Regions from separate parts of the Zea mays genome. Here region 2 is linked to region 1. A link is a contact called in public Hi-C data. All regions are on one chromosome and are shown on one strand. The core of a region is the stretch at or near the end of the contact, and the rest is flanking DNA. Distances in the headings are between cores, read along the strand shown.

Evidence for each region. A called contact is a pair of places that touch in the nucleus more often than the background predicts.
Region 2: a Hi-C map of tassel shows a contact between it and region 1, with 2.2 times the contacts expected there. The contact joins the enhancer-like site here to the promoter of LOC107546777 in region 1. A contact is called at or near these places in 6 of 25 Hi-C or Micro-C datasets (bundle sheath, ear, endosperm and 2 more).

The regions. Positions count from the first base shown.
Region 1 is chr5:23,303,273-23,308,934 of Zm-B73-REFERENCE-NAM-5.0, reverse strand. It overlaps LOC107546777 (putative receptor-like protein kinase), which reads right to left and starts at 2,308. Exons shown (of 2, transcript NM_001322954.1): 1 at 1,816-2,308; 2 at 373-1,712. The coding sequence starts at 2,185. The coding sequence ends at 1,024.
Region 2 is chr5:23,354,795-23,360,456 of Zm-B73-REFERENCE-NAM-5.0, reverse strand. No RefSeq gene overlaps it. Among protein-coding and RNA genes, the nearest start is that of LOC107546777, 51 kb to the right of the region's middle. Within about 2 kb of position 3,171, at least 17 of the 20 cell types and tissues checked have an H3K27ac peak or open chromatin away from gene starts, as enhancers often do. A contact at or near this core is called in ear, leaf and tassel, where this site is marked.

The sequences.
Region 1 (5,662 bases), core at 1,059-3,558:
GAGTAGACAATTCAGCAGAAATGAGCTAAACTAAACTTAGTGAATGGAAGATGAGGTAATGCATGTAACCACACAGTTCTATTTGAATTTTTTTCCGTTTCTCTTTCTTAATTAATGAAAAGTCACACAGTTCATACTGGGTTAATCGTTTTTTAAGTACGAACAATTTATCATTCTACAAATGAGAACAGTTGTTTGGCTACATGTTGCTTCTTTCACGCATTTTGCACAGCAAATTAGAAAAAAAGAAAAAAAGAGAAAAGTATATAGTTTTTTTGACCAATAACATACGTGATAGTATTTTCTTATGTCAAGTGGTAGCAGGGTATGGGTTGGCAGTACACTCGGTCAGAGAGCAGGAGGCGAGTATGTGCGTTCAAAACGCTTTGATGCAAACACCCAATTATTATTTCAGCACGACCACTGGCGGCGGAATAAAAGTCGTATGGACGCCCATTTGTTTTTGAACCAGGACTGTGCCGTTCTGCGAAGGGCACATTTTCGAGATGCGATTTCTTTTGTTCATTCACGCAGCGTTCACAAACCAAGCCCTCAACAAATCCTATACAAATCCAAATCTAGCTAAATTATAGGTACAGACAACGGCAAGGAAGAAACACCCGATGCACTTTACAAAAAAAAAGAACCCACTAATAAGAATCAACAAAATCTTGGAATCGTGCGCTGCAAAGATCCTCTCTCTCTCTCTCTTTTTTTTGTCTCTCTCAAGTAGATGCCGCTTTGGCATAATATGATGGAAATCCCCATCAGCACACAACTTAGCTCTGCCTTTTTATCTCCCCAAGTCTTCCCCTAATTTAGCTATGGAAATCAACGTTTTTTCACCACGCTTTTCTCCCCTATTTCTTTTTGATATGCTCGCCTACTAACAACGCTTTGTTCTCCTCGCAACCAATGGATGGGCGCCACGTGCGCGACGCATGCGCATCAGCACCGCAAGTTAACGACTCGGGGAGCCAGATCTGAGCGCGTCGGCGGAGGCGACGACTTTCCACTGGTGACTCACACCTTCCAGTGACCGTCCGATGCCATCCCCACGGCGGAGATGGATCCCTGCGCGCTCTGCTCCAGGGTGCGCACCACGTCGGCCATGGACGGCCGGAGGCTGGGGTTCTCGCCGACACAGGCCGCGGCCAGCGCCGCCACGGCGGCGGCCTCGGCGGCGTCGTAGGCGGTGCCGAGCCTCTCGTCGACCATCCCGCGGGGCGGGTCGCCGGCCCTGAGCCGCGGCGCGACGGCGGCGGTGAGGAGGCGGCCGCCCTCCTCCGCGCAGAAGGCCTCCATCCCCGTGAGGAGCTCCAGGAGCAGGACGCCGAAGCTGTACACGTCGCTCTTCTTGGTGACGACGCCCGAGCGGATGTAGTGCGGGTCGACGTACCCCGGGGAGCCGAGCATGGCGGTGCGCGCGGACGGCCGCGGGCGCACGGCGGCCGAGAACCCCGTCCGCGCCGACCCGAAGTCGCACAGCTTGGCGGACATGGCCGCGTCCAGGAGCACGTTGGAGGCCTTCACGTCGCCGTGCACCACCTGCGGCTCGCAGCGGTCGTGCAGGTACTCGAGCGCCCGCGCCACCTGCAGCGCCGCCGACACCCGCCGCGCCCACGGCATCGTCCCCGCCGCCTTGCCCCCGCCGTGGAGCCGCTCGTGCAGGTTCCCGTTCGCCGCGAACTCCAGCACCAGCACGCCTTCCTCTGCGCGTCGATAAGGCCACCGGAGCGTTTCGTCAGCAGCTCAAGCACAAGGCGAACTAGCGCGAGAGAGCGGAGCGTAGCAGAGGAGAGCAGAGCACCCAACCTTGCTGGTCGCAGAAGGCAAGGAGGCGGACGATGTGCGGGTGGCGGACGCGTCGGAGCGCGTCGAGCTCCTGGCGGAACACGCGGTGGAGGCGCTCGCTGCTGCGGTGGACCTTGACGGCGGCCAGCGCGCCGCCGGAGAGGCGCGCGAGGTACACGGTGCTGAACCCGCCCTCGCCGACGACGGCCGAGGTGAACCTGCCCGTCATCGCCTCCACCTGCGCCCACGACAGCCCCCGCGGCCCGGCTTCGGCGGCCCCCTTGTCGTCGAACGCCTCGAAACCCCCGTCCTCGTCGCCTTCCCGGTCGCCGGCCGCCGCATTGGCGCCGCACCCGCAGCAGAATAACCTGTAGTAACTCTGCACTCCCATCTTTGTCCAAGGAAGTTTCTTGCACAAAATAGACAGGAGAGGAGAGGAGACCGCAGAGGAGAGGACTTGTGGGTGATGAAGAAGGGAGGGAGATGGTGCCTCCGCCTGCCCTCTGCCTCTCTGTATTTGTATCTCTGTGTACTTGGGTTGGGGGAAGGCTTATATACAGGTCTGTCGGTGTGGGGTTAGGACGTGTGCTGTGGTGGTGATGAGGTAAGCAAGCGAGAAATTTATGCAGCAGTGGGTAGGCATGATGGGGGGTTTCTGACACGTGGGCCCATCTTACTCTCAAGTCTCCAATAGCGATATTGTGCCGCACCAAATATGCTTCGAACCAACCGTTTATCATTCAATATAATCTAGTCGTCCTCCATTATCCATGGAGTTCCATGGATTACATCGACATTTATCATGCGCTTGTTTAGACTCATAATAACTGGACCAGTACGCCAAGGCGTGAATGAACAGTAGAGGTGGTTCCTTCACGAACCGGGATGTCTCGCACCCACCGCTGATCGGTGATGGATGCAGCCTCCTGGGCACCGGGCAGGGCAGGTTCTTGAGATGACGGCACGACGTACGTTAATTAAGGGCTAGTAAGCAGGAAGCTTTAGCCGCATGTCAGTTTACCGCTGCCGAGCTCCGATCAGCTCAAATCAGGGAAAAAAAAAGAAGGTACTGATGACCGCTCACTCACCGCAGGCCGCAGCAGCAGTGGAAAACTACTACATTCACGGATTTGTTTTAACTAGCCAGCACTACGCTGTGGGGTCTGATTGGTTGTCCACACCAAGTCATCTCAAACCACCATATGTGTTAACTTTGTTTAAACTTATGTCGGTTGCCGGGGTTGCAAACTTATGTCGGTTGCCGGGGTTGCCGCCTTGCCGGAGACGTAGACGATATGAGTAGATGCAAATCAAATTATTTAAAAGCTATTAACCTGCATCTGTCCGCGCGTGCAAAATTACCATATGCAGCCGGCTAGAGAGGGTCCAGCTTGGCGCATATACACGAAGCCATCCAATCAAGCCAAGTACGCTAATGTGTAACCAGATATTATGTGCAAGCGTACAAGCGAACTTCTTAGTCTATTTGATCATGATTTAACCATATGCCAAATTCAACATTTAAATTCTTCCACCATCGATTTATATTAAAAATTCAACACTTAAATCCGATTACCTGTTCTCAGTTTGGAGTGGCCGCCAAGGGATGGTCAAAATGGACGCCAGGCCGACGGCGACGGGCGGACGGTAGGGAGCTGTGCTGCTGCAGCACACTGTGGGCCTGTGGCTGTTGGCGCAGCTGCAGGGCTGCCAGGGAGAGCGATGATGCGTGCAGTGCTGCAGGGACGAGGAGGACGCAGCGCGCGCGCATCCGAGAGTCGTCGTGATAAATGCGTTTGCTTCCTGTCTTGATGATATGACGAATTAGATGCAATCTCCATTTCCCGAACGAATTTCGCGTGTTGGTTCATGCATACGGTTGGGTCTCTCTAGTTAATTCACTGCAGGCTATAGTTTGGGAGAGCCCCTCAAATCCCCTGCAATTCTCTTGCTCATTCACATCGAGCTCAGCTCTATACAGGTATACATACATATACCTGTCTGTACTTCACGAGAAAGACCCTGCGCGCTGCAGTACGTAGCCAGCTGCTGATCAATGATCAGGTGAGCTTTGATCCGTGCCTGGGAGGGACCAAAAGGTTAAAAGTAGTAGCTAGCAAGCAAACTTTCCACGCGTACGGGCATGGCGAACCACGAGAACGCGCATCGGATTCCTGAACTGAACTGAACCTTCACAGGAACTCCGGCGCCTGCTCGCTCCTCGCCCGAATTTTTTGTATTTTAGCCCCTAAACTGAAGTAAATTCACGTTTAGACCTAAAAAAATTTTAAATGCAGTTTTGGACCCTTTGCTCGGCGCCATAGGCCGTGGCGCCGAGCTAACACAGCTCGGCGCCACAGCCTATGGCGCCGAGCTTCGTGACGTGTCATCCCGCGTGGCACCTAGCTCGGCGCCACAGATCTTGGCGCCGAGCTAGGAAATATCCGCCCGACGCCTTCCTCTCTGCCCGTTTCGTCTGTTTTTCAGTTTTCGCGCCGAGCCCACCGCCGCCGTTAGCAATTCGCTCGCCGCCCCGTCGCCGTCGCCTTCTCTCCGGCCACCTGCACGCCCTTCACCGGCGGCGCGGCCGCTAGTCTCCGGCCTCTCCGCCCGGCGAGCTCCGGCGAGCACAGCCGCGGTCGCTCGGCGAGCTCCGGCAAGCACAGCCGAGGTCGCCCGCCCCGTCCTCCTTCGTCGCCTGGGCCGGCCGCCGCCTAGCTCCCCGGCCACCGCGCAGCCTGCTCGCCGAGCTCGGGCCCCGGCAGCTCCGTCCCCGACCACCGCGCTGCCTGCTCGCCGCAGCTCCTTCCCCGACCGCCGCGCGCTCACTGCCTGCCACCGGTAATTTTATTTTTTTAATTTCTTAGTTAGTAAACTGTTAGGGTTTGTTAGTGGTTAGTAATTAGTTAGCTATCCAATTATTTATTGTTTAGTAAATAGTAGCTATTTTGTTGTTAGTGTTTATTAAAATAGTTAGCTAGTTTGTTGCGTAGTATATTGTTAGTGTTTAGTAAATTCTTAGTGATTATATAGCTACCATTTTGTTTAGGGCATTGATATTACATGTTTTCTGTGTTGGCAACCATCGTGTTGTCGTTTAGTCGCAGGTTTTATAAACATCACTTTACAGGGGAGGTGCTGCCAAATTTTTTACTGACAATTTTTTTGTACGTAGGTGTTCGTCCGACCGACTTGACCTTCTCCACCGTTAGCTGGAGTCGTACGCGTTCTCAGGTATACATAGTTTTCGTACATTATTTATAGATTATGTAATTTCGTTTGATGTGTTCATTTAATATTTACTATATGGTTATTAGTTAATATATATATATTACTTAGTAAGTTAGTAGGCTTAAGTATGTAGCCATTATTGAGTTAGTAATCCATTTTTGCAATAGATGGACAGCCTAGTAACACTATACCATGGAGGAAGGGTGGAGATAGATGCTTATGGGAGTGTTACTTTTGATGGTATGAAGATCGTCACCATGTTGTTCGTTGAAAGACCAACTTTTGACCAGCTTTTGGCTCGAGCTTGTGAGGAGATTAGTTGCGACATAAACGACCCTAGAATATCAATTCAGGGTTTGTTGTCCCATATTACATATGGAACAGTTGTCCGACGGTTGATCTCCATTACCTCAGAAGATGATTGGGTGATATATTTAAGAATTGTGAAGACGATGGTTCCACCGTGTTTGGATGTGGTTGTTCAAAAGTTACCTGTTAGTCATTGCGCAGGTCCAGTCGGGTTGTCTCCACAAATGCCAAATGCATCTCGTATTGAAGCTCCTTTGGTAGAGCTTCATGAAGAAGTCGTTGTTGTGCCCGATGCTCAATCGGGTCCGCACGAGTATGGGATTTGTGG
Region 2 (5,662 bases), core at 1,922-4,421, 51 kb before region 1:
CGAATAGGGGTGGAGGTGGATATGTGGAAGACTACAACTAGAACTATGCTACATCTACTCCTAGGGCAGGAAAAGTAAATAAGGTAATTGGTTCGATTGGAATGTGTTCGGGGGTCCTCAATCGGCCGTACCCCTTTATATTTATAGGGGAGGAGGTCTGGACCTTTTTCTAAGAGATAGCCAACAAACTCTCACGTGATTAGATGGATAACCACGCAAGAGATAAGGATAAATATCCGAGTTAATCTAATCTCGGGACACGTGGACCGTCCGGGCCCAAGGGCTCATTTTAGTGCACAACAATGGGTATCGTAGAACGTAGGCATGTACGAACTGGCAGTGGCAGGTGTTCACCAACCGTATCCAATATCCAGTCGACACATCTCTTCCTAACCGCAATCCAAAAAAAACCCAGATCGGAGCGACTGGAGGCACACAGCCAGAAGATAAAGGTGGCGCCAAAGCGACGCAAAGCGAGGCGGACGTCGCAAAGGCGCGCGCGCCTGCTGCTGGTGCGGCTGGAGTACGTTGGAGTTGAGCCGCCGCGCGGGGCCACATGCATGGACGGACGGAGCATTGCATCGTTGGGCGACGAGACGACGATATTGGGTGCGGTTGGGCCGGCCGGGACCTGTCAGCAGGCGTGCTTCGTACACACCCATGCCGTTCTACCAGTACGAGTAGGTGCCAATTATCATTTCTACACATCTCCATCTCCTCCCGCTCCGTATAGGTGTACATTCGGGTCGCCCGGCTCGGCCCAAGCCCCAAAAAACCCGCATTGTTTGAATTTTGAGCCGGTCCGGCCTGTTTGAATTTCGGGCCGTGTCGGACCGGCCCACGGGCCTAGCCCTTGGCCCACGGCCCGGCCTGTAATTGCTTAAACGTGCCGAGCTTATTTCGGGCGGCCCGAAATTGTAAAAGCCCGAAATTCAATTTTTTGCTCGAAATTTAGTTTTTGACCCGAAATTCACATCAAAGCACGAAATTCAAAACAAATTTATTAAAACAAATAAGAGATAAGGCAAATAAATTTCACCAAAAACAAACTTAATATTTGTATTAAGTTACCAGAGCTATGCAATGACTACCTCGTTTACAAATCATTTTGTTAGAAAGAAAAAGAGTATAATCAGCTCTATATATAGTTCGTAAGTTTATTTCATTATCTAATGTTCATAACAAAAATAAAATTACAGCACATACTCTAATTCATAGCTACAAAAAACATCTAACTAACATTATCTCTAGCTTTATGTTCTTTATCAAGTATATGCAAGTGTGGAATGAAGTATGATTTTAATAAATATATGAGTCTTTTCGTGCCTCTATATGGGTCATTTCGTGTCTGCCTTAAACGGGTCGTGCTCGTGCCCACCCATGGGCCACGACCTCGGCCCAAACCCGACCCGATATATCGGGCCGTGCCGGCCCGACACTAAATTATTTTGGATCGTGCCGTGCCTGGGCCGTGTTTTTTTTCTGTGCTTCGGGCCGACCCATCAGACCCGGCCTAAATATACACCTATACGGCTCCGCCTTGGTTGCCGTTGCCGGACGGATAATTGGGTCCCCCCGCAGGAGCGAATGCGTCGTCGCACGTGAAGGCCATGAGTGCGTGCCACATGCATGCCTACCAGGGGTAGCGTAGCCGTAGGAGAGGGCAGGAGCATTGGTGGGGGCTGCAGGTTAGAGATGGTAATAGGTACCTGAAACCCGAAATCTGATAGGTTTTTACCCTATTAGGGTACGGGTTTAGGTAAATTTTCATACCCATGGGTTTGTTAATGGGCACAAATGTATACCCGACGGGTTCATGGTACGGGTTTATTCCTATAGTACCCAAACCCGTGAACCTGTGAGTTTTTTAAACCCAACCAAACCTAGTGCATATTGTCATTTTATTTTATAAACGAACAACAAACTTGTTATCTACCTATTTATCAAATAGTGAATGTATAAGTAGTTGGTGATAGTGTTGCGTGCTTGCTATTATAGTTATTACTAGCGTTATATATGTGGTGGATGTATAACTTAGTGCAAGGTAACTTGATTATACAACTTATTATTTGTATGTAATTCTCTCTACTAATATTATTTATACCAAATCATGAACTCGTTGTTCATTACATAAATTTTGGACCATGATCTCATTAATCATTACGATACTTATTGACTATAAAAAGAATAAGCATATTGGAGATAAAAACCCGTGGGTAACCCGTGGGTACCCGCAAACCCGATGGGTACGGGTTTGGGCAAAATTTCAAACCCGTCATGGGTACGGGTTTTTTAATGGGTGTAAATATTTTTCACGGGTACGGGTTTGGGATAGCAAAACCCGGCGGGTTTGTACCCGTTGCCATCTCTATTGCAGGCTGCTCCAGCTCGTGAGGTTGGCAGTAGTGCTGGGAATATGGGTCGGCACGAGCACGACTTGAAAATAGGAGTCTAAATTACGGCCCGACACGAAATAATTTAGGCCGGACTAGCACGGCCCGAAGGCGGGTTTGGGCTGGGCCTCAATTTCCGACCCGTCGGGCCCCCGGCATGGCCCACATAGATAGGCCGGGCTTGGGTCGGCCCGGCCCAATTAAGCCCAATCTGTTTAATTTCTTTAATTTAGTAAGATATCGATTTTATATTGTTGTTATATTTAGAGTTTATGTGTCAAATGATGCTAGAATTGTTTAATATCTTTAATTTAGTAAGCTATTAACTTTATATGGTTGTAATATTTTGATTTTATGTGGTCAAATACACGGGCCGTGCTTGGGCCGGCACGGCCCAAAGAAGGCACGACGTGGTTTAGGGCCGGACTGGGCCCTGTTTTTACACTTCGGGCTGGCACGGCATGTCCCAAAAATCTTTTGGGCTTTGCTGACTCGTACCCGTTTAACATGAAGCATGATGGGCTTAGGCCGGGCTGGCCCGACCTGGCCTAATTCCCAGCACTAGTTGGCAGTGGCAGTGCCAGCGGTTCCGGATAAGAGGGGCACGTGCGCCAAAATTCAAAATTCCGGAGATGGCACGCGCCTAGCCCCACGTCGTCAGCCAGCTGAGAAGCCGGAGATCCAAAATCCCAGCCGACGGCGACGAGAGTATGCGTGACTATCCCATCCCTGGTCACCAAATCAGTTGTGAGAGGGCAGTCCAACCCCGCGGCTGGTGGGGGGACCACCTGCCAGCCATGATGCGTGACGCCACCATCACCACCACGCCACCCGTGGAGTCAGAACAGGGATCCTGACCAGCACACATGAGAATTGGCAGAGTGAAGGCTTGCTATTAGCCTGTCCTAGGCTGATTGAAGGCTAATACCATCACTAGCACGATGCAGGCCGCGAGCAGGACGACTGTGCGTAGATGCATTATGCATAGCAGTATGCATGGAGTCCCATTCAGTGATACATACACCCATGCATGCATTATGGTGCACGTTAGCTATACGACCTCTGCAGCTAGTAGCTACTTATATTCGCACTTTCCCAGCAATCATGCATGCATGGTCGGTCTCTTCATTCTCATCGCCTAGCTAGCTTATTGGCTGATCGCTGATCGGTATCTAGTAGTATCCACTGCCAGCTCGATTCGATAGCCTACCAGAGCACCACTTCTCGATCGACCGCTATTATGCTGGTTAGCAAAATGAATGATTAAACCAGCGTGCGTCGTGTGTCGTCATTGTTCTTTAACTGTTGTGGTCCAGATCGTCGCTTTGATACGGCTAATGTAATGTCTAGCACCAGTATTGTTTTTGAGAACCGGCTACTTTCACGTATCCTATCTAGTGGTTAACTGGAATGTTCCCGTATGTATTCTCTTCACATGCGTAGTACCACCAGTACGACTATATTCGTTGACCTACGTACGGATCAAGTGATGACCGACGCCAAGAGATCGGAAGATGTCGCGGCGGCGGCCTGTGGTAGATGGACGTGATGAATCATAATTCACAGCTTAGTTTGTTGATTAAAAGGAGTTACTTTCTCGTTAGCTCCTGCTCCTTATTTATGCATGGCCACGCACCAACAAGTCTCTAGTTTTTTTTTTTCATGGGCGTCATCGAAGGACACCAACTCCTCATCGGTTTAATTAAACAATTAAACGTGCCTAGTGAAACATGTGAATAGATGTGATTTTGTCGCAAAGAGAAGAACAATATATATATATATATATATTATATATATTACTGCACAGTACGATTTTATCACCATATGCTATATATATATGCTGATAGATGCACGGTGTGTATACGTTCTAGCTAGAGTCAAAACCACGTTTTCTGCTTAGGTTTATTGTTGTTGATGATGTGATGGTATGTACGTAGTTGGGTTTAGTAGTTGATAACCTCTCTACTACAGAGATGTCAACCTCCAATTAACAAGTAGCATTCGGGCATGCATATCCACGTGCCCGGCCCGATCGATGAATTGAATGACGCAAGCTATTTGGTAGATGTACGTGACACTACTGCGCGCGGTGTGGTTCATAATACGTTCGTTGGTTAACTAACCGACCCGGGCCCGTTGTTAGTTCTGCTTTACAACAACGGCGCGGCATGCTTGTTTGCATGTTCAGTGGTGATAGTTCCATCGCCGGCTCTTGTTGGCAGCTATACGACCCATGCATCACAGATTCACAGGACAGTTACACAGCTGATCCTGCATGTATATGTATATGGATGATGGTTTCACCAACTTTACAAATCCAAATGCGTATATGCAGATATCTTTTGGAAACGTCAATAACATATATAGCATCATACAAGTGCTCTGGATTCTGATTTTGTACGACCCCAAAAAAATCGGCACACATACACATTGTGTGTGATTATAGTGGCGGAGGTTTGCAAAATAGCCCATTTCTATTCTATTGTTTTCATAAAATAAATACACAACTGAGTTTTTTGAAGAAAGCATTCAGAATATAATAGAAGGTTGCAGTGGAAGATGTTAAGCATTCAGAACAGAAGGTTGCAGGGGATACCATATCTTTGAAGAAAGCATTCAGAACATAACCATATAGCACAGACTTGGTAGCACTACTATTTTGGTGCAATTTGCAGTGGCTACATACAACCTACAGGTTTCAGTCCCGACAACCAGATGTCTTATGTGATATGAAGGACTACCAAAAAGGTAAACAAACAATAGCGCCAAAAAAAATGTATATGAATTCATTTTGTTTGGGGTTTAGGGTTTAGGAGTTCTTCTAGGACTGCTTGGAAATCTGTAGGTAGCTTTGCATCAGCAATCTTCTTGCTAGCCTGCAAGTCAATGAGAACATTACCTCAAGTGTAAAAAAGAAAAGAGCAGCATCCACAATGGAAAAACAAAACTCCACAGATAATAGAGTAATAGGCATGGACAAAAAAAATATAGCAGCTGATAGAAGATTTGTCAGAAATGTAGCAAGATACTGTGGAATGCCACCATGCAAGAAGAGAAGCATGTTGTAATGTAAGAAATTTCCTGTTGTTACATACTTACATCAAAAGTCCATATAACTTTATGCGAAACTTAAATTTGTACAAAACCAAACACAACACTCAATAACTCCATTAACAGAGAGGGTAAATATCTGTATTGCTGATCTTTGTTTACCTTTGTCCATGTTCCAAAGACAAATATGAGCAATACAGATATTTACTCCATGTTTA